Linked DNA regions of Mus musculus: all the other regions are linked to region 1. The links are chromatin contacts, called in public HiChIP or PLAC-seq and promoter capture Hi-C maps. All regions are on one chromosome and are shown on one strand. The core of a region is the stretch at or near the end of the contact, and the rest is flanking DNA. Distances in the headings are between cores, read along the strand shown.

Region 1 (3,453 bases), core at 600-3,099:
CTTGGAGTGTGGTTGCTCATCATAGTTTGCTGGGGCTGCCAGTGCTGGGCTTTCATCCTAAAAACTTTGGTTTAACATTTTAGTGCTGGATGAAATAGAAGGGACCAAATATTTTAATCCTCTTAGCCTACCAGGATGACAATGACATAAACTGAGCTTACCAAAATAACAATGCTGGACAGGACAATGTAGAATGGCATCTCCTCAGCTCTCAAAGATCATGGTTCCCTCCAACATTGTAAGTTCTGGTTAGAAATTGGCTGTTTAACTTCCCCATAGGAGAGAACAAACAGCCTTCCTGCTAGCTAGCACGGTGACTCACACACAGTAAGTACTATCCCTGGAGTCATATACCAGAGCCTCTGAAGCTACTTAGGAAAAGAACAACGTGTCTTCAGGCTGAATGGGATGAAAATGCCTGCCATTCATTTAACTGTACAGTTTTTCTCATGAGTGTTAAGTGCACATAGGATGCGTGTGTATAAAGAATTTCCTCAGGCACATACCTGGTATTTATTTACCTGTAAGTTTCTCTGAACTTGGATTACTCTGGTAATACCACCACAGAATTCCTGACCCAGTAAAGTCCCTTATCTCACTCAATCTCAGTCCATGCCAATTCTCCACACAGCCGTCAAACTTGTCAAAAAGATTTAATAGTCTGACCACCAGATCCGATAGAGCAGTTTATCACTCCAATGCTTGTTATAACACCAGAGACTCTTTATCAGGCTTGGACACATGTATATATATGTCCAGGTGAAATAGAACATTTTAAGATGTGCAGCGGGGGTGGGGGTGGGAGGCACAGTTCCTTAAAAACTGAACTATTTCCTATATACAAAGCTACCTAATGATTTTTTTGAACTTTGTAATAGTTGCTAATCTCCCTCCCCAAACACACACACACACACACACACACACACACACACACACACAATCAGAGCGAGAGAGAAACTCCGAAAGAAAAATGGCTTGTTTTTAAAAGGTTCTTAGCAAAGTTCTGGTCTTGGGAAACACAATAACAACTCACGGTACAACTCCAATCGTTCCGTGAAATTTGCCTTTCTTCGCTTAATGGAATTACTATATTTGTGCATGTTTCCCATACCTACATACTAGGGATAAATGCTGTGTCACTTAGAAGAAAGGCAAAGTATTCTGTTGGATCCCAAAGGAAATTGTCAAAGAACGTCTCTACGCTAGCCAGCCTGGAGCTGCTATTCCATTCCCTATAAAGGCAACCAGAAACGACTCTAAAGTCACTCGGCAGTTTCCGACCGGTGGGAGGGCCCCTCACCCGCACAACGGGTCAAGGAAAAGCTGCATCCGCTCGTTTTCACCTCTACGGCCCGGGCGGCTTCTCACCATTTCCAGGGAGTCCCCAGAACCGTCGTGGTGGCCACTGCCCAGGGCCGGACTGGCCCTGCCCTCGGGGGTCTTCCGTTCACTGTTGCGCTTCAGGCCGCTGGCGTCGCCCCGGCCTCCCGCTTCCCGGCGCCTCCGCCTTCGGCTCCACAGGTACATAGCCCCAGCACCCAGCAACAGGGGCGCCCCGATGGCCAGCGCCACGTGCCATCGCGGCAGGGTCCCCGCGCCCGAGCCGGGGCCCGCAGTCCCACCGCCACCGCCCACTCCATTTCCAGAACCGGGCGCAGCAGCCGCCGCCATCGCCGCCTCTATGGGCTTAGAGGCGGCCATGACGACTGTCCTCCGCCGCCGCCGCGCCGGTCGCGGGCGCCACGGTCACCGGGCAGCGTGGGGAGGAAGCCGGGAGCGTGGAGGGAAAGCAACGCGCGAGCGAGCACGCTAAGCAGCAGGAGCGGACGACAGAAAAGGGCCAGAGGTCACCGGAAGCCCGGGGCATGCCGGGCTAGACCGGCGGCTGGGCCCGCCCCTATCTACTGTACAGGGGAGAACCACTTCCGGGGTCAGAAGGCCTGGCGCTCTGGGTGGCTTTTCCCTTTCCTCTTGCAGGCGGTTGCCTAGAATCGCTCGGGAGGTCTCAGGCCTTGCGTGACTGCAGACCTCTTCTCCAGGACAGAAGGACCCGTGGCACTGTCGCCAGTGCGGCGAGGAGGGGCGTGGGGGGCCGTGTGCAGCAAGTGTAGAGGGACAGCTCCCTGTAGCTCTGTGAGTGGGCGGGACTTGCAGAAGCACTGTGAAGGGAATTGGCCAGCAGGGATGGTGGGCCTCCCAGTTGATTGGTAGGATCGGGGAGGGGGGTGTGGCTACGTTGGTGCCTGTTAAAGACTGAAACTGTGGGAGGGGGGAAAAAGGGTGAGACCATCGTGCTGTGTAAACCAGCTTTGTATATTTCTGCAATAGCCAGATTGTAGTTTGGACAAATTTGTAGTTCCTGGGACAATGACAGAGGGCAAAGACTAGATGGAAACTGGGGAAGGTAGGTTGACTCATGGAAGTGACTTGCAGCCTGTGTGCTGCACCTTTAATAGTTACAAAGGGCAAGGATGTCTGTTAGAAGGCTTTCCTATTGGCTTTCCTCGAGGACCCCGGATCACCGCAGGCATCTTTACGTGTGTATCTTAAAATGGATTCCACCTGACATCTAGCCCATACAACCTTCCCTGGAGCACAAGTGTCTGTCACAACACTTTGAGTTTGCTCACTTATTTGAAATAACTTAAATTTTTAAAAAAAATTTATTTCATTTATATGACTACACTGTAGCTGTTTTTCAAGCACATCAGAAGAGGGCATCGGATCCCATTACAGATGGTTGTGAGCCAACCATGTGGTTGCTGGGAATTGAACTCAGGACCTCTGGAAGAACAGTCAGTGCTCTTAACTGCTGAGCCATCTCGTCAGCCCTGAAGTACTTTTCTTAAGCCTTCATGAACTCTGGATCTGGTCTCAAAGCATGAAGTCTACTTTGCAAGGTGTTTGGAATTCACACAATTTTCAAGAAAAAAAGGCAAAGCATGGATAATTAAATGTTCCAGGCTATGGCTCTTCATTTCAGGTTTGAACATCCTTTTGTCAAACAAACAAACAAACAAACAAACAAACAAACCAAAAAAACAAAAACCAAACACCCATAGATGGTCATTTGGCTTTTAAGTACCACAGGATGCTCACCATAATAGCATTACATGAAGATGCAAAGGCCAAGTTGTGTCAACGTGGAGTGATTAAAATAGAATGTTCCAGTTTGAAACTTCAGGGCCTTTTCTCTTGCGTCATGTTGGTTCTCACCAGTGAAATGTTTGCACTAGCAACAAACTGAAAATGGTAGTGTAACTTAGTTGATCAAATAGAGATTGCTGTAGGCACTGTTCTCACCCCAGAACTTCAAAATCGGAATCTCATGCCCTCTGAGTAATCTTGGATTTTTCAGAATAACAGCAAAAGGATTCTCCCCCTATAACTTCACATTTTTTTCTGTGATATCTTGGAGGACTAAAGGCTCCCAGTTTGAATAAACCATTGGAA
Region 2 (3,453 bases), core at 367-2,866, 1.2 Mb after region 1:
GCTGTCCTGGAATTCAGGCGCTGACCAGACTGGCCTCAAACGTAAGAGATCTGCCCTCCTTTTCTTCCTGAGTGCTAGGAAATAAGATGTGAGCTACCACTACCTGGCAGAATCTGTAAGTTTTTAATATAAATTTATTGATCCTTTTAGAACTTTATGCAATGTATTTTGATTATTTTCTCTCTCTCTATTCCCCCGTGATCCATCTCCAACTCCCTTCACTGTGTTCTCTTAATTTAAACAAACAAACAAGCAAACAAACAAACAAACAACTTAGTCCAGTTTGTGCTACACAAACACTTAACAGGTGGGAAGCCATTCCCCGGAGAGTGGTTGACCTATCAGGGTCCATACCCTTAGGAAAACAGTATCTCCTGTTCCCAGATGCCATCATTGGGTCTTCAGTTAATGTGTGTGTACACATGAACCCTTTGTCCTGCCATGTGAGAATGTTGGTGGGTTGGTTTTGTTCAAGTCTTGTAGAGGCAAGCACAGGTGCTCTGCGTTCATGAACCCAGTGGTCTTATTATGCCCCGAAGACAGTTGTTTTGCTTCTGTTCTTCCTGACCTCAGGCTCTTATAGCTCCATTGTCAATAAATATAATGATAATTAATGACAGTTGGAATTCATATCGATTCTACTTCAACTTGGGACTAAGTCTGAGGGCAGACTTTTTTTTTTAACATTTTTTAAAAAGATGTATTTATTTAATGTATATGAGTACACTGTAGCTGTCTTCAGACACACCAGAAGAGGGCGTCAGATCTCATTACAGATGGTTGTGAGCCACCATGTGGTTACTGGGAATTGAACTCAGGACCTCTGGAAGAGCACGCAGCCAGTGCTCTTAACTGCTGAGCCATCTCTCCAGCCCCAGACTCCACCCCATCCCCCAGCATTTTGCTCTGGTTAAAAGTAAGTCCAACCCCACTGTGCTCTAAGCCAGGAACGTCTTTTGTCCCACACAGGCCTTTCTGTCCTCTAGAAACTCCTCTCAGTATCTCAGATTCACCAAGCTGCTTTTGACATAAAACGTCCAAACTAGGGTAATCCAGCATTGAGGGTGGTTTGGGTGGAATATCCTGGCGCTTTTGCCAAGAACTAACTTCAAAGAGAGAAGCTTCAAGATCTCTATGCTCACGTTTGGCAAGCAGTGTTTCTCTGGTACCAGCAGCTCCGCCACTGCTAGGCCAGCATTGTGGTTAGTTCTCAGGAAGAGAATCGGTTGAGGGGACGCTCCGGGGAAACGCTGATGTCCGAAGGTCATCTGTATTTGTGTCTCCAAAAGGGTCCAGCCCTCGGGCTAGAGTGTATCTCCGGAGGTACACAGTCATCCTAACCCAAGCTCCCTGGGGCGGTCGGGTAGCACAGGCAGTGCCAACTCCTTGTTTCGCCACTGGGCACATCACTCAGCTTGCGCGGCTGTCAGTCAACATCCCCGCTCCGCCCCGCCCCGCCCATAGTCGGACCAATCGTAGCCGGGGGTCGGGGGTGAGGCTCCGTAGCGCGGTCAGGAAGCCGGGAGAGAACAGCCTGGCGCGGAGGCCCCCGATCGGAGCGTCCACATCCCGTGGGAGGGCGAGCGGCGAGCGAGACCGGAGACCCGGTGAGTGCGAGCTGCGACTATGCGCGCGGCGGGGCGGAGCCTGTCCCGAGAGCGCCCGGTGCGGCGTGCCTCGTGCGCCCCGCAGCTGCAGAGCCCTGTGTTCCGCGCGCGGACCTCGGGTCCCTAACGTCCCCGGCCGGGTGTAGGGAGCTGCGGCCCCGGGAGTCCCAACTGCGTTCCAGAGCCCGGGAGCCGAGGCCCCGGTCGAAGACGCAGGCAGAGCTTCAGCCCTGGGCTGCGACTGCCAAGGTCCGGATGATCCGAGCCGCTGCAGAGAGGATGCAGGGCGAGCCTGAACATCTCCATCCTCAGTTTCTCCACTTGCTGCAGCGCCGCAGCGCCTGGTAGCAGGCACCTCAGGTGACCTGTACCCGAGAGCGCAGTCAGGCCCCTCTCCTCCCCCCAACCCCCACCCCTTACTTCTCTTCTTTTTTCCACTCCCAGTGCAGAGAGCTTGGCGACACTGCACTTGGTCCCTATCGCCAGTCTCATCGCTGCTGTGGCGCCAGCTGCTTCTTATCTTGTTGTCTCCTCATACTTTGGACTACCCAGGCCTTACTGAGCTGCAGTTTTGGAGGCATCAGAGAAGTCATGCAGGGAGGAACATGTGTGTGACAGTCCTCTGTGGGATGTTGAGATCTTGGCTTGTGTTCTGTCTCTGCTTGACTCAAGTTCAGAAGGGCAGTGGTGCTCAGAGAGGTTGTGAGGCAGGATTTTGCAAAAATGTATATGAAAGTGTAATTTCCCCCTTGCTTTTCATCAACAATAGATTATTGCCGTGTTCCCAATGGATGAAGAATCACACTGCCTGGTGATTGTGTTCTCTTCCTGTAGGCATTATGTGTCATTTGGAATATTAGGGTGTCTTTGAAGCTGGCAGGTTGCCAGGACCCTCATGACTGTCTGATTCCTCTCAGGGGGAGGGCACACCATACTTTAACCCAGCAGTGTGGGGGGCTCTGTCCCCTTTTGACTGGGCTTACTATCTTCTTTCCATGTCTGTTGTTTTCATAATTTCTTCTGGGTTGACCAAGTGTGTAATCGGCTACTGAGAAAGGAGCTGAAGGAAGGTCACTGAAGAGGGAATGGTTGTTCCTAGTGCTCCAGAATCCAGTTGTCCTGAGAGACCATGGCAAGGCACAGTTCAAAATTCATTTTAGTACCACTAGCCCTTGCCAACTGAAGTAAGCAATGCCCCCTGGCCACTCTATTTAGTGGTTCTTCTACTTGGCAGTCTACTGTAGCTATCTAAGGGATATCAAGGGTTTCAAAGTAAGCGATGCCAAAGGATCCAAGCCTAAGGTGTAGACATAGGAAAAGCAGAACCAGCAAAGGTGTTGGCCTCCTAAGGTGTAAAGAAAATTCATTTGCAGAGAGCAAAGGCCAAGGCCAAACGCTGGAATGTGGTTCTACCTTGTGGCTCCTGGGGGATCAGACTGCTGGGCTGGTCAGGGCACTTTTATCTGCTGAGTCACCTCACTGGCCCCTTTTTACAGAATTATCACTTCTAATAACCGAAGAGCCTACCTTTACAAGGTAGCAACTACCCTCAGGTTACACTTAACAATGTCTCTTACCTGTTTCTAAATGTATACCCTCGTCTCTCACTAAGGTCTATAATAGTGTGTGTTTGATTTCCAGCCAAAGGCTACTGGAGCAGTAGGTACTTTAAAGAAGCCTTTATCAGCACTGACACATACTTTATCAGACTGGAACCACTATCAGTGTCTGTGTAGAGCTGAACCTTTCGGCTGGAGCCTGGGACGGAACAGTTCAGAGGCAGCAGAAACTGGCGTTGTAAAAATGGAGTTCTTTCGGATCCACCTCTAAACAATAAAGAGAGTAA
Region 3 (3,453 bases), core at 244-2,743, 1.1 Mb after region 1:
GCCGGCCTGAGTAATTTAGTGAGATCTTGCCTCAAATCGAGAAACAATCCGTCAATAAACCTGTTGCCTGATCTTTTCTCAACACACACTGCGTAACACAGTTCCCGAGGCTATTTTCACAAAGTAAAAAGAACGTTAAAGCGTTAGGAAACAGGATCCCTGTCACCGTGATTGGTGAGTCAGGGCTGTAATATCAACACGTGAGAGGCTGAGGTGGGAGGAGTGCCACACTCAAAACAAGAAAAAACATACGACACAAGTGTCATCATTCCTCCTAATAAAATAAAACCTCTTATGGTATGTCGGTCTTGTCCCATCTCCCGAGAAAAAGGATCTGGCAGTCTGGAAGGCTGCCTAATGCCCTAAAACCGGGACTCACAGCGACTGCGCCATCATTAGTCCTAATAACCACATTATTCCTTGTTTCTGTGTCGCAGTTGCAGAAACAGACATTTGGACCTAGTCCAATGGCCAAATCCGAGCGGCACTCACTGGGAGACGGCAGCCAGGGTTTGGGACAGCTTTTTCTACGGCAGAAGGGAGAGGGAGAGGGTAGGTCTGCCTCTGCCTCTGGGTCTCCCACCATCCCCTAAGGGCCTCGGGGGCGGGCCCAGATAGGCCGCACCACGCCCTCCACCGCCTGGCCCGGCCCCGAGGGAAGCCCCCGAAGCCCCACCCCGGGCGAGGGTCCGCCCCCAGCCTCCCGGGCCTCCTTCCTGTAGGGGAAGTGCGGCTGCTTTCGCGTCCCCAGCCCGCTCTGCTCCGCTTGGCTCGGCTGGGTCCCGCGGTTGCCGCGCAGCCGAACGGACGCACGCACGCCTCCGGGCTAAGGATACGGCCCGGTCCCCAGACTTGAGGGCTCGCGGGTGCGCACGCAGGCCGGGCCGAGCCGCCCCCCTCGGCCCCCGGGGCCCGGCGCACTCACCTCGCCACCAGTAGGTCTTGGACAGGTCGTGCCAGGTCTGGTGCCGGGTGTGGTGGGTGCCCCCGGGGCCCAAATGGGCCGCCTCGATGAGGCCCTGGCGACGCTCCGGCTGCAACACCACCTCCAGCTCGGCGAAGGTCTTGCGGTGCCGCTGCCGCCGCTGGTAGTAGAGGGTCCCGCCGCGCACGACGTAGCAGGCGGCGGCCTTGCGGATCTTCCGCTTGACATTGCCCTCGGTGCCCGGCGCATAGGGCTCGCGTTCGTTCGTCAGGTAGCGCAGGATGGCCCGGTAGCTCTCCTCGCTTGACATAGCCGCCGGCAGCGCCCTCGGGGGCGCCTGTCAGTGGTAAGGAGAGGCAGACAGCGCCGCGGCTCGGGAGAGGGGCCGCGGCGACCCGGGGAGGAGCGAAGGCGACGCCTGTGGTGGGCGCTCTCTCTCTCCGAGGGCGCCCGCCTGCCCGCCCGCCGGCAGCGCGGAGGGGAAGAACCGACCACCTGGTAACCAGGGGGAACTGCACTTCGGCAGCGCGCGGGATCCGCTGGCGACTGACAAAATGGCTGCTGCACCACCGGAAGTGACGCGCGGGAGCGGGGCGGGGCCGCCACCCCGATTGGAGCGCGCTACGGCTCTGCGCTCCCAGGGAGCCGGCGGTGTGACGTCAACACTGCGGAGGACATGTTGGAAGAGGGAACGCGCTCTCTCGGGCAGATACGGGGGTCCTCAGCAGACATCTTAAGTCTTGGCAGGGCCCTCCCCCACCGCCCTCCCTTTCCTTTCCCACGCTCTCTGTAAAGCCACGTGTTTGAGCGGTTCGCTGTTTGTTTCCCTGAGACCCTCCCCGTAAACGGTAACTGAGTCAGTTGTTCTGTATACTCTGAGACTAGATATACCAGATACCGCCGAGTTTGAAACTGTAGCAATTGATTGCCACTGTCTGAGCCTCTGGGCCAAATACTGTCGCAGTATTACCGAGCATTAAGTGCTTCAGTGTTACGAATTTTCTCCAAACTACCTAAGTAATTTTCTAGAAACATCACCATGGTGACGACTATGCAGGTCCAGATTGCTTAGATGATTAAATAACATGCAGAAGTAACTCTCAATCCCGTTTCCTTGTAATGCCCGGACGCTTTGTGCTTATTCCTTGAAGCTAGAAGGTTCCAGGCTTCCCAACCCAATGACTTTAGTTAAAGAAGCTATTTTTCTTTATTTCTGCCTAGAAGACACACACATTATCTATGACGCTTTTAAACGTTTGTGGTACCACAGGTAAGGAGCAAGCAGGTGGCAGTGGGCTCAAGAAACCAGACAGTGGTTAGAGTGTTTCCATCGTCTATGAAGGAAATGAAGGGTAAAAATGGAGAGCATCTTTCTCCCAAGAGATTCAGATACAGGTTTGTACAGGGTGTGGCTTCATGACCTTTGTACTTTAAAAAAAAAAACCGCTAACGGGATATTTGAATCAAATCTTGAGAATACACATAAAAAGAATGTTGCCAATACAATTAAGATCCATCTAAGCATTTGCAGGTAACAGGAACTGTTACAGCCAGGCGTGGTGGCGCACTGGGAGGCAGAGGCAGGTGGATTTCTGAGTCCCGAGCCAGCCTGGTCTACAAAGTGAGTTCCAGGACAGTGAGCTCTAATATACGGAGAAACCCTGTCTCGAAAAACCCAAACAAACAAAAAAAAAAAAAAGAGAGAGAGAGAAAACCCAGGAACTGTTACTGGTCTTTTGGTTTTTTTTTTTCCCTTTAATCAGACTTTCCTAAGAAAAGCTAAACTTTAAACTTGTGTCCTTGCAAAGGCCTACATTCCATGTACTAATTTTTTTACACAAGCTAATGGTTGTTTGGGAAAAAGATCTTGTTACTAGGCTAGTCATACCCTCATACCTCAGATACTTTTAATATTTTATTTTCTACATGTGAGTGCATGGTCACGGTCTTCAGACACCAGAAGAGGGCTCCCAAAACAGATGGTTGTGAGCCACCATGTGGTTGCTGGGAATTTGGAACTAAGGACTTCTGTTAGAGCAGTCAGTGGTGCTCTTAACCTGATTTCATCATACAGCCAAGATGACCATGCACTTCTGAGGTCTCCAGTTTACGAGCAGACCCTAGAATACTCAATCCCACTTGAAAGAAAACTCAAAATGTTATATGGCTGTATAACTCTTAGCCCAGAAAACAATATCTAAGCAATATTACAACTGTAATCAAAGCACTCTAATAGAAAGATACAGAGTTTAAGGCCAGAATAGGCCAGAATGTCTCTTATCCTTTCCTTAAAAAGGGGGGGGGGGGGGGTGGTGGTGCAGTGGCACCATGCTTTTAATCTCATTACCCAGAAGGTCGAGGCTGGTTAATTTCTTGAGGATTTTAGGCCACAGTGACAGTGAAATCTAGTTTCAACAGGAAAATGTCCAGCAGCATGTGTAGGTGCGCTCCTATATAAGATACTGACAGGTGGCAAGACCATCTTGAGGCTCCAGGCCTTGAGTCTTAAACCATGAGACAGCAGTGGT
Region 4 (3,453 bases), core at 392-2,891, 1.1 Mb after region 1:
ACACTGACAAATGCCTGAAAACAGACACAAAAAACAAATACACACTGACAAATACCTGAAAACAGACACAAAAAACAAATACACACTGACAGATGCCTGTCTTCCATCAAACTGACAAAACCAACTCAGAAATGCAGGCGGTCGAGGGAGTACACTCCCCGCCTCAGACGGACTCCTAGAGTCCTTCCCCTCGCTCAGGGCTTCAGAAATACAGATGGTCGAGGGAGTACACTCCCCACCTCAGACGGACTCCTAGAGTCCTTCCCCTCGCTCAGGGCGTCCCCCAGAGCGAGCAGCAGCCAGTGATTCCAGCACGTCTGCTGTTCACACTCAGTGCCTCATCCCGAGGCAAAGGTCTCTGTTTCTCACGAAACGTCGCGGCTGCAAATTTCAGCACAGAACCTAGCCGGCTTACAGAAATATTTTTGGACAAAAAAATCTCACCTCCAAGTGGGTCTTCGGAGACGTGGGTGGTCACGCCAAACCCGGACGAGCCCCCAAATGAAAAACTCCGAGAGGAGCTCCTCACTCAGGCCTCAGGACAATAGCGGACACCCAAGAACTCACGACAGACCGAGCTTGTTGCAAACCACATGAGGCTTTATTTGGGGAAAGCCAGAGCTCTGGGGACGACTCATATCCCACGCAGGGGTAGAGGAGTCGTCCCCGAGAGAAAAGAGTTTCCAGTTTTTATAGGCCCTCGGGGGGAAAGGAGAAGGGGGAGATTAGGGGATTTCCAGATCTAAACAATATCTATTCTAAAATGATTGATTCCTCAAGAAATGGGTATGGGAGGGAAACAAGGAAAAAATCTAATGAAGGTACAGCAATGGGCACACACCTGGTCAGAACATTGGCAGGCACACAGGTTCGAGGAGTGGCCAAAGCATTGTGCACCTCTATTTTTCTAAATCAATGAAGCCAGTTCTACTAACAATAAAATCTATTTTACCAATTTCAGGGCTTCTATGACCTTTTACATTCTGCCAGAATCTTTCACTCAAACTTAGTAGACTGTGCTAGCCTCAAACTCATAGAAATCCACTTGTCTCTGAGGACCAATACCCGGGGGTTGTCTCCTGTTCTCCACGTAAGTGACATGGTATGTACACACTGTAGTAGGTACTAGCAATAGTACTGATTTAGAATTAGATTTTATTTACTTTTACTTTCTTGGATTTTTCTAGACAGGGTTTCTCTGAGTAAGCCTTGGCTGTCCTTGAACTCGTTCTGTAGACCACGATGGCCTCGAACTTGCAGAGATCCGCCGCCTCAGCTTCCCAAACTCTGGGATTAAACACTGGCCATTAGCCCGCCTAGAATTAAATTCTAAAATAGAACGTGAAGACTTGAGTCTTATGGTTTTGTTATGACATGCGCGTAACGAGAGTGACCAAGTTGAGAGCCTGTAAGGATTCGAGTTCTAACCGCCAAGCAATAAATGATGTGGCAGGGCATCGGTGGCGAGCCCCCAAATCGACTCAAAACGTCATTTTCCGGGGGACTCAGGGGCAGTCGGCGAGGTCGCAGAGCGACTTTAGGCGCGGTGGGGGTGGGGAAACAAACTGCCTGCCGAGTTAAACGTCAGAGGCCGTGGCCGGAGGGGCGGGACATCCGGTGGTGCCGGACTTCCGGCGGCCGCGGCGGAAACCCTCGCGGTGCAGTGCAGGCCGCGGTGTGCACGCGGATCTGCTCCGGAGTCCTGCAGCCCAGCCGCCGGCCGCAGTCTGGGTACCTGCGGAGCTTCTCTCTGCCGGTGCTGGGGTGCTGGGTGGACCCGCTGGCTTTCCAGGATGCGGGGCGTGGAACGTGGCCTCTGAGAACCCCAGGCGAGAGGAAGCCGTGCTGTAGGAGTCGTTAGGCACGGCGCTACCTGAAGCGGAAGCCGCGTTCACCCAGATCGTCTCCTGTGTCGCGCTTTAAAGTGTAAGTCGTCGGGGTCTGTCTCTCTGCCTAGGTGCTCCCCATGCTTTCGATCTCTCCGGGCATCGCCATGCCCGCGCACATAATTACCCCCTTCGCAGACTCACACACAGAACTTTACTATAAAATATTTTTAAAATTTGGTTGTTATAGTGAGTGTGGTGGGGCAGGACTCGGGAGGCAGAGGCAGGAGAATTGTCTGGAAGGGAATTTGCCAGCCGGCGCTAAAGAGTGGAGAACCTATACTTTTGTTTTTGTTTTTAATTTCTATGGTGGTGTGAAATTTCTTTCTACTAGTTACAAAGGCAAAAATCAACTATATTGTTTTTATATTTTTTTTTTAAGTAGGGTCTCATGGGCTGGAAGGCCTACAATAAGCCTTACCCAGGATGATAACTTTGTCAAACTCAGGTCCTGAGGATTCTAAGTTAAATAATAATTCTCAAAGTCTGATATCAGTTTTTATTTTTTGGTTGTTTTTGAATGGTTTTGCTGTTTTGCTTTTTGATACCGGTCTTACAGTATTCCTGGCTGTCATGGAACTCAATATGTAGACTAAGCTGGCCACGTTTAACTGGATAGGCACAGCCCTTATCCTAATGGAATATAGTCTTTAGTTTCTGGTGGGGAAAACAAGTATTATCATAGGCACAGGGTGCTCTGAAAAACTAATAGGATTGTTTGCTCTAAAGTGGGAAAAGAAGATGTGCAGCTGAAAAGGCAGGCAAGCAAAGGGTGATACTGCAAAAACCCGCTTAAACCACATGAGTGAACTTGGATCTCAACGGAACACATAGTTAGGACTATACTGCTGTGGAATGGAGTGCATCCGGGCATTTGCATGGAGCAGAGGACACGCACGGGTATACAGAGTCAGACAAGAAGCTAAAGATGGGTGGGATTTTTCAAGAATTTTCCTTCTCCCTCACATTTTACATAAGTTCTCAAACAAAGTGTTTTCGCTGTTTTGTGGAACATCTAGTTCTTTGAGATAAAACTATAGAACCTTTTATATATTTGTCCTGGCTTTGTATATTTTATTTTATAACGTCTGCTATAAAGTCTGAGCTGAGACATTTACTGTCTGTTTTAGTCAGCTGCCTTGCATTTCTGTTGTGGAAGCGCAAAGGCATTTGTGGGCAGTGCTTTAGGGTTGTTTGTTTTTAAGTCAGGTTTCATCTTCCGTAACTTTCCTGCTTTTTGTCTCCATTGTTGATTTCATAAAGGATCTTGAGATTGGATGTGCATCTGAAGGAGATTATAGTGTCTTGTTCTCAGCCCTATAATTGCCATATAACTTTGCTGTGTTATTATATTGCTCATTTAGGCCCGTTCCATAACAAAGCTAAAAGAGGAATTTGAGTCAACCTTTTGTTTAAGAATATGTTGAAATTACTATATAAAATCACGTGGAGCAGGAAGTGGTGCTGCACAGCTATAGTGCCAGATCACTTAAATTGATGAGTTTGACACCAAGCATAACAAGACCCTTGTCTCACAAATTAAAAAAAAAAAAATTGACCAGTAAGT
Region 5 (3,453 bases), core at 276-2,775, 1.0 Mb after region 1:
AATATTGATAAAATTGATTGCATATGAAGAGATCTTGGGAGTTCAACTCTGTCAAACCGAGTCCTCAGAGATCTGTGCTCATAGCCTTAAGAGCTTTAGACACATTGCCACCGGGCATACCTAAATAGATTTGGAACTGCTGAGTCTAACTCTACCAAAATAAACCGTATAATGAGAAAGTTTACAATGGGTTGAGCTCAGTTGGTAGTGGTGCAAGCCTTTAACACCCCAGGACATGGGAGGCAAAAGCAGGCATATCTCTGAGTTGGGAGGCCAGCCAGGTCTACAAATTGAGTTCCAGGATAGCCAGGAGTACACAGAGAAACTCTGTCTCAAAAAAACAGAAAGAGGAAAAAGTGGGGGGGGGTCGCCTGTAACCCCACCATTCAGAAGAGGTAATCAGGGGGAATAGGAATATGACCCCATCTTGAGTTACACAGGGAGACCTTTTCTCAAAAACAGAAAAAGAAAAGAAAACAAAAACAACTCAATGAATTCATCGACACTGTTTTATGTACTAGACAGTGCATTTCTATGCACACGGGAGCTGACTCCAGGAATTAAGAGGTGCACTTAACAGATGAGATGGATAACAATAACTTGTCGACGGGGCGGAGCTCTATCTCAATTTTATACAAAACTTAAAAGAGGTTCTTGAGTTTCAAGTCTTAAAACAATTCCAAAAAATGGGCTGAGATAAAAAAACAAAAACAAAAACACAACAACAACAAAAAACCCGGCTTCAAATCCTTTGACTTTCGAATCACTTTTGGAAGATGCTGGAGGCTGGAAAAGAAAAACGCTATTAAACGAGCCTGTCGGACGAGAGGGACAGCAGGAGTATTTTATTTACTCGAGGCGCTGCGGGGCGACCGACAAGCCCCGCCTTCCTCGCTTGCAGCTTCTCTGATCTGCCAAAGGAAGGAGGGAAGCCGGCCAGGCGAGGGGTCAAAGGATCAGAAAGGAGAGTGACATCTTGTGCGGGGAAGGTGGGAGCGAAAGTGAACGCGGGTGCAATTGCGAGGAAGGCGTGGCAGGACAGCGGCTATAGCCAGCAGAGAAGACCGCTGGACCGAAGACAATCAAGGAGCGTGTCCCGGGAGGAGGGAGCATACCAAAGGGGTGCAGAAGGGGCAGGCGGCCGAGGCTTTTCGACAGCTGCGGGCGCCCCCCCCCCCTCCAGCTCTCCATTATGCGCGCCCCCGCCGCTCCCTCCCTCCCTCCCTTCCTCTCTCCCTCCCTCTCTCCCTTCCTCTCTCCCTCCCTCTCTCCCTCCCCACCGCGCCGCGGAGCCGCCGCCAGCCGCGCAGGTACAATGGTCGGCTCGGCCCTCGCGCCGGCTCTCCTCACCTGATGAAGCTCGCCGACGCCCAGGCCTGGCCCTGTCCATCTTCTCCTCCGCCGGCTCCTCCAGTCCCACTTCCAGGCGCTGTCACCTCAGGACCCCTCGGGCTGGGGAAGGGAGGGGGAGGGGAAGAGAGAAAGCCAGAAGTGAGATTCGCGCTTGCGCACTAGTCGTCGCCTCCCCCCCCCCCGACCGGAAGTCCCTTGCCCCTCCCACCTCTGCCAGAGGTAGCGCTTCCTGGGCCTTGTTTAGCCTGCGAGCCTATCGTTCTGTCGTTGGTTAGGCGAAGGGGACTTACCCCACGAGGGTCCCTAAGGAAAAACTTGATTCACGATTTTTTAACCCGTTGACTTTAAAATAAAATTTGAGTTGACAAAAATTACAGATACCGAGTACCTCTGCTTTTATGCCTTTTGAACGAAATTACCCCCCAAAATATGAGAAGCTACTGTCTGTGGTATTTCTAGCTATTTGTCCTCAAGAAGGCTACTCAAACTTAGAAACAAGGACAGCAAAATGTAGTTGTTCCTGTTGTTTGATGTAAGAAATAAACAAATATGAGTCTTTTCTATCAAAAACTATAAAGCCTGTGTTTGGTACTGTTAGGCCTCAGGATCCAAAATAACAGTCGTGGCCCAGCACTTAGATCTCTGATAGATAAAGGCTAGCATTTGTTTCCCTTGCCTAGGAGATGGGGCAGATGGCTCCTCGTTGACATATACCTGTGGTTGCATATCAAAGCCCCAAAGTCCCCATCCACAAATACCCCTACCCCAGCCTCCTGGCCTCTCACCTTCCCTACTCCTGCAGATGCTAAGCACCAGGCTGTCCCAGAGCTCCACTCTCTGGGGCCAAGGATTCTTCCCCTGCACCTGCCATCTGTTACTGTCTCACCATCCCCACGCTTCTCTCTCTCTGCTCTTCCTGCGCCCCCTCCCACACAGGAGCAAGAAACTCACATCTTTTTTTCTCCCCCACCTTGTATGACATTTAGACACGTTGTAATCTTCCCACCCAGTTGGAGCCAGGAATGTTATGTATTCCCCTTCTCATTTCCTGTGTGCTAATTCTTTTCAAAATAGCCACTAGAATTAAGACTATAACATGCTTGACCCAGGGAATGACACTATTAGGAGGTGTGGCCTCTTGCAGTAGGTATGTCACTGTGGGTGTGGGCTTCAAGACCCTGGTCCTTGTTCTGTTAGTAAAAAGATAAGGGAGAGGAAGAGTATGTTTGGTGGCTGTGCAGTCAGGTGTGGGAGATGGGGTGCCTCCACCAGCCCATGCTGAGCCATCCCTTCCCCCATAGAGTTTATTGAGTAGACACCGGCCATGAGCACCATGAGGACATGGGGAGAGATGGGGGAGGGGAATGGGGAGACAGGCAGAAGGAGCAAGAGGACAGAGCAGGAGCAAGAAGGCAACAGAGCAGAAGAGAGAGGGAAGGTGGCCAACAGCCCCTTTTATAGTCAGTCGGGCACACCTAGTTGTTGCCAGGTAACTGTGGGGTACAGCCTAGACAAAATGCTAACAGTTCTAGCTGCCAATCTTCTGTTTGCCTTTGGAACAAGATGTAGAACTCTCAGCTCTTCCTATGCCATGCCTGCCTGGACACTGCCATGATCCCCCCCCCCCTTGATGATAATGGACTGAACCTCTGAACCTGTAAGCCAGCCCCAATTAAATGTTGTCCTTTATAAGAATTGTCTTGGCCAGGCAGTGGTGCTACATGTCTTTAATCCCAGCACTTGGGAGGCAGAGGCAGGTGGATTTCTGAGTTCGAGGCCAGCCTGGTCTACAGAGTGAGTTCCAGGACAGCCAGGGCTACACAGAGAAACCCTGTCTCGAAAAAAAAAAAAAAAAGAAGAAGAAGAAGAAGAAGAAGAAGAAGAGGAGGAGGAGGAGGAGGAGGAGGAGGAGGAGGAGCGGCCTTGGTCATGGTATCTATTCACAGCAGTAAAATCCTAAAATATTCTCAGAGCCCCCCACCCAGGAAAGACACAGGTCACCACCTGAATTACAATATAAATCAAATTCACTTCCTTTCTCAGTGTTTGCTCTTCTGAGCACATCCTCCTCATGAAGTCAAGTTTGCCTTGTTTAAACAT
Region 6 (3,453 bases), core at 266-2,765, 1.0 Mb after region 1:
TCAAGCTCTCATGTCTCTTTCTCAGCACTTTACTCACAAAGCCACGTCCCTAGCCCTAAACTTCACAGGTTTCTTTTTCCGTTTATAAAATTGAAATGAACACATTATCACTCAACTAGAATAATACTGGCCTAAAGAAATCATAAAATAAGAACAGTATTTGGAATTCACTGAGTTTTTTTGTTGTTGTTGTTTCAAATGTATAATTTAAGAAAAATAATAAATACACCATTTAGACAAATTCCGAGTATAAATTCATTGGAAAAATATGAGTGTATTGTATTCTGTACTTCACTAATCACTGCCACTGCCAATAAATGAAAGCAAGAGTAAGTTTACCCTCTGTGTATGTCCAACTCAGCTCCTGCTGACCAAAGCTTATAAATGTCTAGAAATTTTCAACCAGGAAAATAAATGTGAACCACATGTGGAAATAAGCTCGCCTATAAAGAGACGTGTACTGGCATGTCCTTTAGAAAGAATCAAACATGCTGGGGCGGTGCTGGTGCATGTCTATATTCCCAGCACTCGAGAGGCAGAGGTAGGGGGATCTCTGTGACCTTTAGGCCAGCCTGGTCAACACAGTGAGTTTCAGGATAGGCAACATTACAGAGAAACTCTGTCTCATAAAAATATAAATAAATAAATAAATAAATAAATAAATAAATAAATAAAAAAAAAAGAGAGGATGTAGGGACCGGAGAGAATCAAACAATTAAGGAATCAAATTTAAAACAAGCGCCACGTTTCGTTTTTTAAATACCTGCTAGCCTGGTATTTCTATAACTCCCGACTCTTTATTCTTATTACATTATATAGTTGATTTGACCCATGTGTTTTCTATTTGTCCTGTTAGTCTGATCCAGGAATGAATGGGATAAACTGTCCTTACAGAAAAAAGCAAGGAGGTTAGTTCATTGCTCTTACATACCAGAATGAAAAGTAAAATTTCTAATAAAAAGTCATTTCAGTACTCAATTAAGTAATTTTGTTTACTTAAAAGTTAAACTTTAGGATGAAATTTAGAGGCAGAGGTAAATTTTCATCTGCTGGGTAAAAATGAAACTAAGGCAAAAGGCCTCCTGTCAAACATCAGAAGACTGAAGCGACACAAAGCTCCTGGTGAAAACAGCAAGTCTCAGAACACACTCATCCAAAGCCATACCCAAGAGGTCTCCAGGTCCTTATTCAAGGCTTGGAATCTCTTTTCTAGGTTGTCATCAAAATTACAGAGCCGAAAATTCATTCTAATAGAAGAGGATATGTATCAATAAAAGTCTGAATATGGTCCTCCGGTAGGAACTGTTTCTTCCATTCAGCAAATACTTACCATTTAATATATGCCTAATACTGTACTAGGAAAAAGGAATAAAGTGTAATACAGGCCCTGTTCTCCTAAAGTTTCCTGTCAAGGATACATACAAAGAAGCTACAAATCACAGTATGTGTGCTATGATGAACAGGCTGTTGAAGAGGACAGAGGGAGGTTTCAAGTGCAGCCGCGTGTGAGAAGGAGACAAAGATGAATGAGATCAGGATTTAGAACCAGCAGAAATCAGTAAAAGGGGAAGAGGAGATTGTTTACAAGATAAAAGAATGAAGAAAATGAAACAGCACATGGCTTTCAGTGAGATATAAACAGTTTCCCAAGAATAATATAAATATGGAGAGCAAACAGACACGGACCAAACAGTCAGTGGGTCAGTCATTTGGCATTTGTGTGCCAAACTTGAAGGTTACAAGGATCCAGACAGATATAAACTCGTGAGTAACAAGTTTCATGTGACTTTCAAATGTAAGGAATGGCTTGATAAGAAAAGTTCATACTCAGGAAGCCCGAACAAGTGGCTATCATAATAATAAAGACACTAAGTTATTGGGGCTTAGATGCTGTGGATGGGTCTGGTGCTGTTTGTATTTTGATGCTAATTCTACTCTCCTGGGCGGGGCTCTAAGGACAGGGAGTGAGTCATATACTCAGGTGACTTCTTGTGAACCAATCCCCTAATGAATAAAGAAGCCAATCACTGGGTGAGTAGGAGGGACTTCCGGTTTGGAGAGTGGACGAGAAGAGGAGTGGAGGAGAGGAAGCAAGAGGGCTCTTTTTGGACTGAGATACCGTGAGGACAAGAGGTAATTACCAGTGTCTCCTAGTTTCAATGGTGGATCCATCAGGATTTGCCAGCAGAGGATTTAGATTTAATAGGGTTTACAAGTTAGTATTTTAATTGTTGCGCCCAGAGATTGAGTTACCATTATTTCTGAACTAAGTTTGTGTTGTGTTTTCCTTCACATGGAAGCTTGTCTGGGTTCAAGAGAGAAAGGTACTGCTGGCAAAATGTGGGTTTGCCTGAGGGGCACCACAAAGGTCATGAGGGTTGTGAAGCATGGGGCTGGTGTGGTAGCTACCCGCCAGTGGGAATTTAGCAAGCTGAGTGGAGAGATTTTGGAGCTCTGAGTCAGAGTCTCCATGAGATTAAAAAAAAACAGGTTGGCCATTGTCCACCAGTGCATGGCTGGCCAGGCTGCTGGGGCACGGGAACTTGTCATTCTTTTTAATATTTCCCACAACACTTAGACTGGAGCGCTGGCAATAAAGATGAAACACTATTTCTGTATAGATTTACATCACAATGATGAGATGTAAGGAATGAAAATAAAAGGGAGTTACAGCCATTCCCAAGTTCTAATTTACAGAGCTTAGTATATGGGTGAGCCAGTCACTCAGACAGCAAAGGGCAACAAACATAAGGGTGAGTTGAAAGTAAAGACTGTTTATACTTTGAAACAAGTCTGAGCTTAGTAAACCTAGACCTCAGCTGAATGCCAGGAACTAGGGAAGGGGGAGAACTAGGGACTATTTTTTTTTTAAGATTTATTTATGTAATGTATGCATGTGAGTGCTGCATTGGCATGTGTGCTTGCATGGCAAAAGAGGACATTAGATCCTGTTACAGATGGTTGTGAACCGCCCTGTGGTGCTGGGAGGTGGCAGGCAGATCTTTGTGAGTTCAAGGTCAGTCTGGTATCTATGGAGAGTTCCAGGCCAAGGGTTACAAAGAGTAAATAGTAAGGACCTGTCTCAGAAAGCCAGAAAAAAAGGAAGGGAGGGGGAATTCCTAATTATAGGCTGTAAAATCAAAGCACTACCATAGTAAGGGGAAAGTTATTCTGATTCTAAACAATTTACCAACCCTAAAAGAATTTTTTGAGAGCTGAAACTAAATGAAATATATACAAGTATTACATTATTATATCATAGATTACAAATTCCAAAAACTAATTCCTTCTTTTTACCACCAAACCTCACATTCAGTTTTTAAATCTAGGAAGCTGGAGATACAGCTCGGTGGTTAAGAGCCTTGCTGCTCTTGTAGATGACTAGAGTCTTGTTCCCAGCACCCACATGGTGGATCACATTATCTGCAACTCCAGTTCTAGGAGAGCCAACAC

The links. Promoter capture Hi-C pulls out the DNA fragments that hold promoters and counts their contacts. HiChIP or PLAC-seq counts read pairs in DNA pulled down with a chosen protein or histone mark.
Region 2: a contact with region 1 is called in a promoter capture Hi-C map of embryonic stem cells, with 3 times the contacts expected there. The contact joins the promoter of Nxpe3 here to the promoter of Tomm70a in region 1. A contact is called at or near these places in 3 of 39 promoter capture datasets (embryonic stem cells, liver and pre-B cells), 1 of 484 Hi-C or Micro-C datasets (B cells), 5 of 115 datasets of contacts at active chromatin or transcription factors (astrocytes, embryonic stem cells, pro-B cells and 1 more) and 2 of 9 other capture datasets (adipose tissue and liver).
Region 3: an H3K4me3 HiChIP or PLAC-seq map of pro-B cells shows a contact between it and region 1, with 5 times the contacts expected there. The contact joins the promoter of Zbtb11 here to the promoter of Tomm70a in region 1. A contact is called at or near these places in 15 of 39 promoter capture datasets (the 3T3-L1 cell line, 3T3-L1-derived adipocytes, the C10 cell line and 11 more), 8 of 484 Hi-C or Micro-C datasets (B cells, the N1E-115 cell line, Sertoli cells and 5 more), 20 of 115 datasets of contacts at active chromatin or transcription factors (the 230-238 cell line, acute myeloid leukemia, astrocytes and 11 more) and 4 of 9 other capture datasets (adipose tissue, embryonic stem cells, liver and 1 more).
Region 4: an H3K27ac HiChIP or PLAC-seq map of thymic regulatory T cells shows a contact between it and region 1, with 8 times the contacts expected there. The contact joins the promoter of Trmt10c here to the promoter of Tomm70a in region 1. A contact is called at or near these places in 11 of 39 promoter capture datasets (the 3T3-L1 cell line, the HPC-7 cell line, cranial neural crest and 7 more), 2 of 484 Hi-C or Micro-C datasets (LSK cells and Th1 cells), 9 of 115 datasets of contacts at active chromatin or transcription factors (astrocytes, embryonic stem cells, extraembryonic endoderm stem cells and 4 more) and 5 of 9 other capture datasets (adipose tissue, embryonic stem cells, liver and 2 more).
Region 5: an H3K27ac HiChIP or PLAC-seq map of embryonic stem cells shows a contact between it and region 1, with 6 times the contacts expected there. The contact joins the promoter of Senp7 here to the promoter of Tomm70a in region 1. A contact is called at or near these places in 5 of 39 promoter capture datasets (the C10 cell line, embryonic stem cells, liver and 1 more), 3 of 484 Hi-C or Micro-C datasets (CD4 T cells, forebrain and liver), 10 of 115 datasets of contacts at active chromatin or transcription factors (DN3 thymocytes, astrocytes, embryonic forebrain and 5 more) and 2 of 9 other capture datasets (adipose tissue and macrophages).
Region 6: a contact with region 1 is called in an H3K27ac HiChIP or PLAC-seq map of embryonic stem cells, with 4 times the contacts expected there. The contact joins the enhancer-like site here to the promoter of Tomm70a in region 1. A contact is called at or near these places in 3 of 39 promoter capture datasets (cranial neural crest, embryonic stem cells and frontonasal cranial neural crest), 5 of 115 datasets of contacts at active chromatin or transcription factors (the 230-238 cell line, embryonic stem cells, extraembryonic endoderm stem cells and 1 more) and 1 of 9 other capture datasets (macrophages).

The regions. Positions count from the first base shown.
Region 1 is chr16:57,120,110-57,123,562 of GRCm38.p6, reverse strand. It overlaps Tomm70a (translocase of outer mitochondrial membrane 70A), which reads right to left and starts at 1,849. Exons shown (of 12, transcript NM_138599.5): 1 at 1,369-1,849. The coding sequence starts at 1,701.
Region 2 is chr16:55,893,442-55,896,894 of GRCm38.p6, reverse strand. Nxpe3 (neurexophilin and PC-esterase domain family, member 3) reads left to right here and starts at 1,616. Exons shown (of 6, transcript NM_001134457.1): 1 at 1,616-1,967.
Region 3 is chr16:55,971,844-55,975,296 of GRCm38.p6, reverse strand. It overlaps Zbtb11 (zinc finger and BTB domain containing 11), which reads right to left and starts at 1,493. Exons shown (of 11, transcript NM_173026.2): 1 at 926-1,493. The coding sequence starts at 1,235. Zbtb11os1 (zinc finger and BTB domain containing 11, opposite strand 1) reads left to right here and starts at 680. Exons shown (of 1, transcript NR_027965.1): 1 at 680-2,029.
Region 4 is chr16:56,035,974-56,039,426 of GRCm38.p6, reverse strand. It overlaps Trmt10c (tRNA methyltransferase 10C, mitochondrial RNase P subunit), which reads left to right and starts at 1,641. Exons shown (of 2, transcript NM_029092.4): 1 at 1,641-1,926.
Region 5 is chr16:56,073,476-56,076,928 of GRCm38.p6, reverse strand. Senp7 (SUMO1/sentrin specific peptidase 7) reads right to left here and starts at 1,525. Exons shown (of 24, transcript NM_025483.4): 1 at 1,351-1,525. The coding sequence starts at 1,390.
Region 6 is chr16:56,114,908-56,118,360 of GRCm38.p6, reverse strand. All of the region lies in intron 5 of Senp7 (SUMO1/sentrin specific peptidase 7), which reads right to left. Among named protein-coding and RNA genes, the nearest start is that of Senp7, 41 kb to the right of the region's middle. Within about 2 kb of position 1,515, at least 26 of the 459 cell types and tissues checked have an H3K27ac peak or open chromatin away from gene starts, as enhancers often do. A contact at or near this core is called in embryonic stem cells, where this site is marked.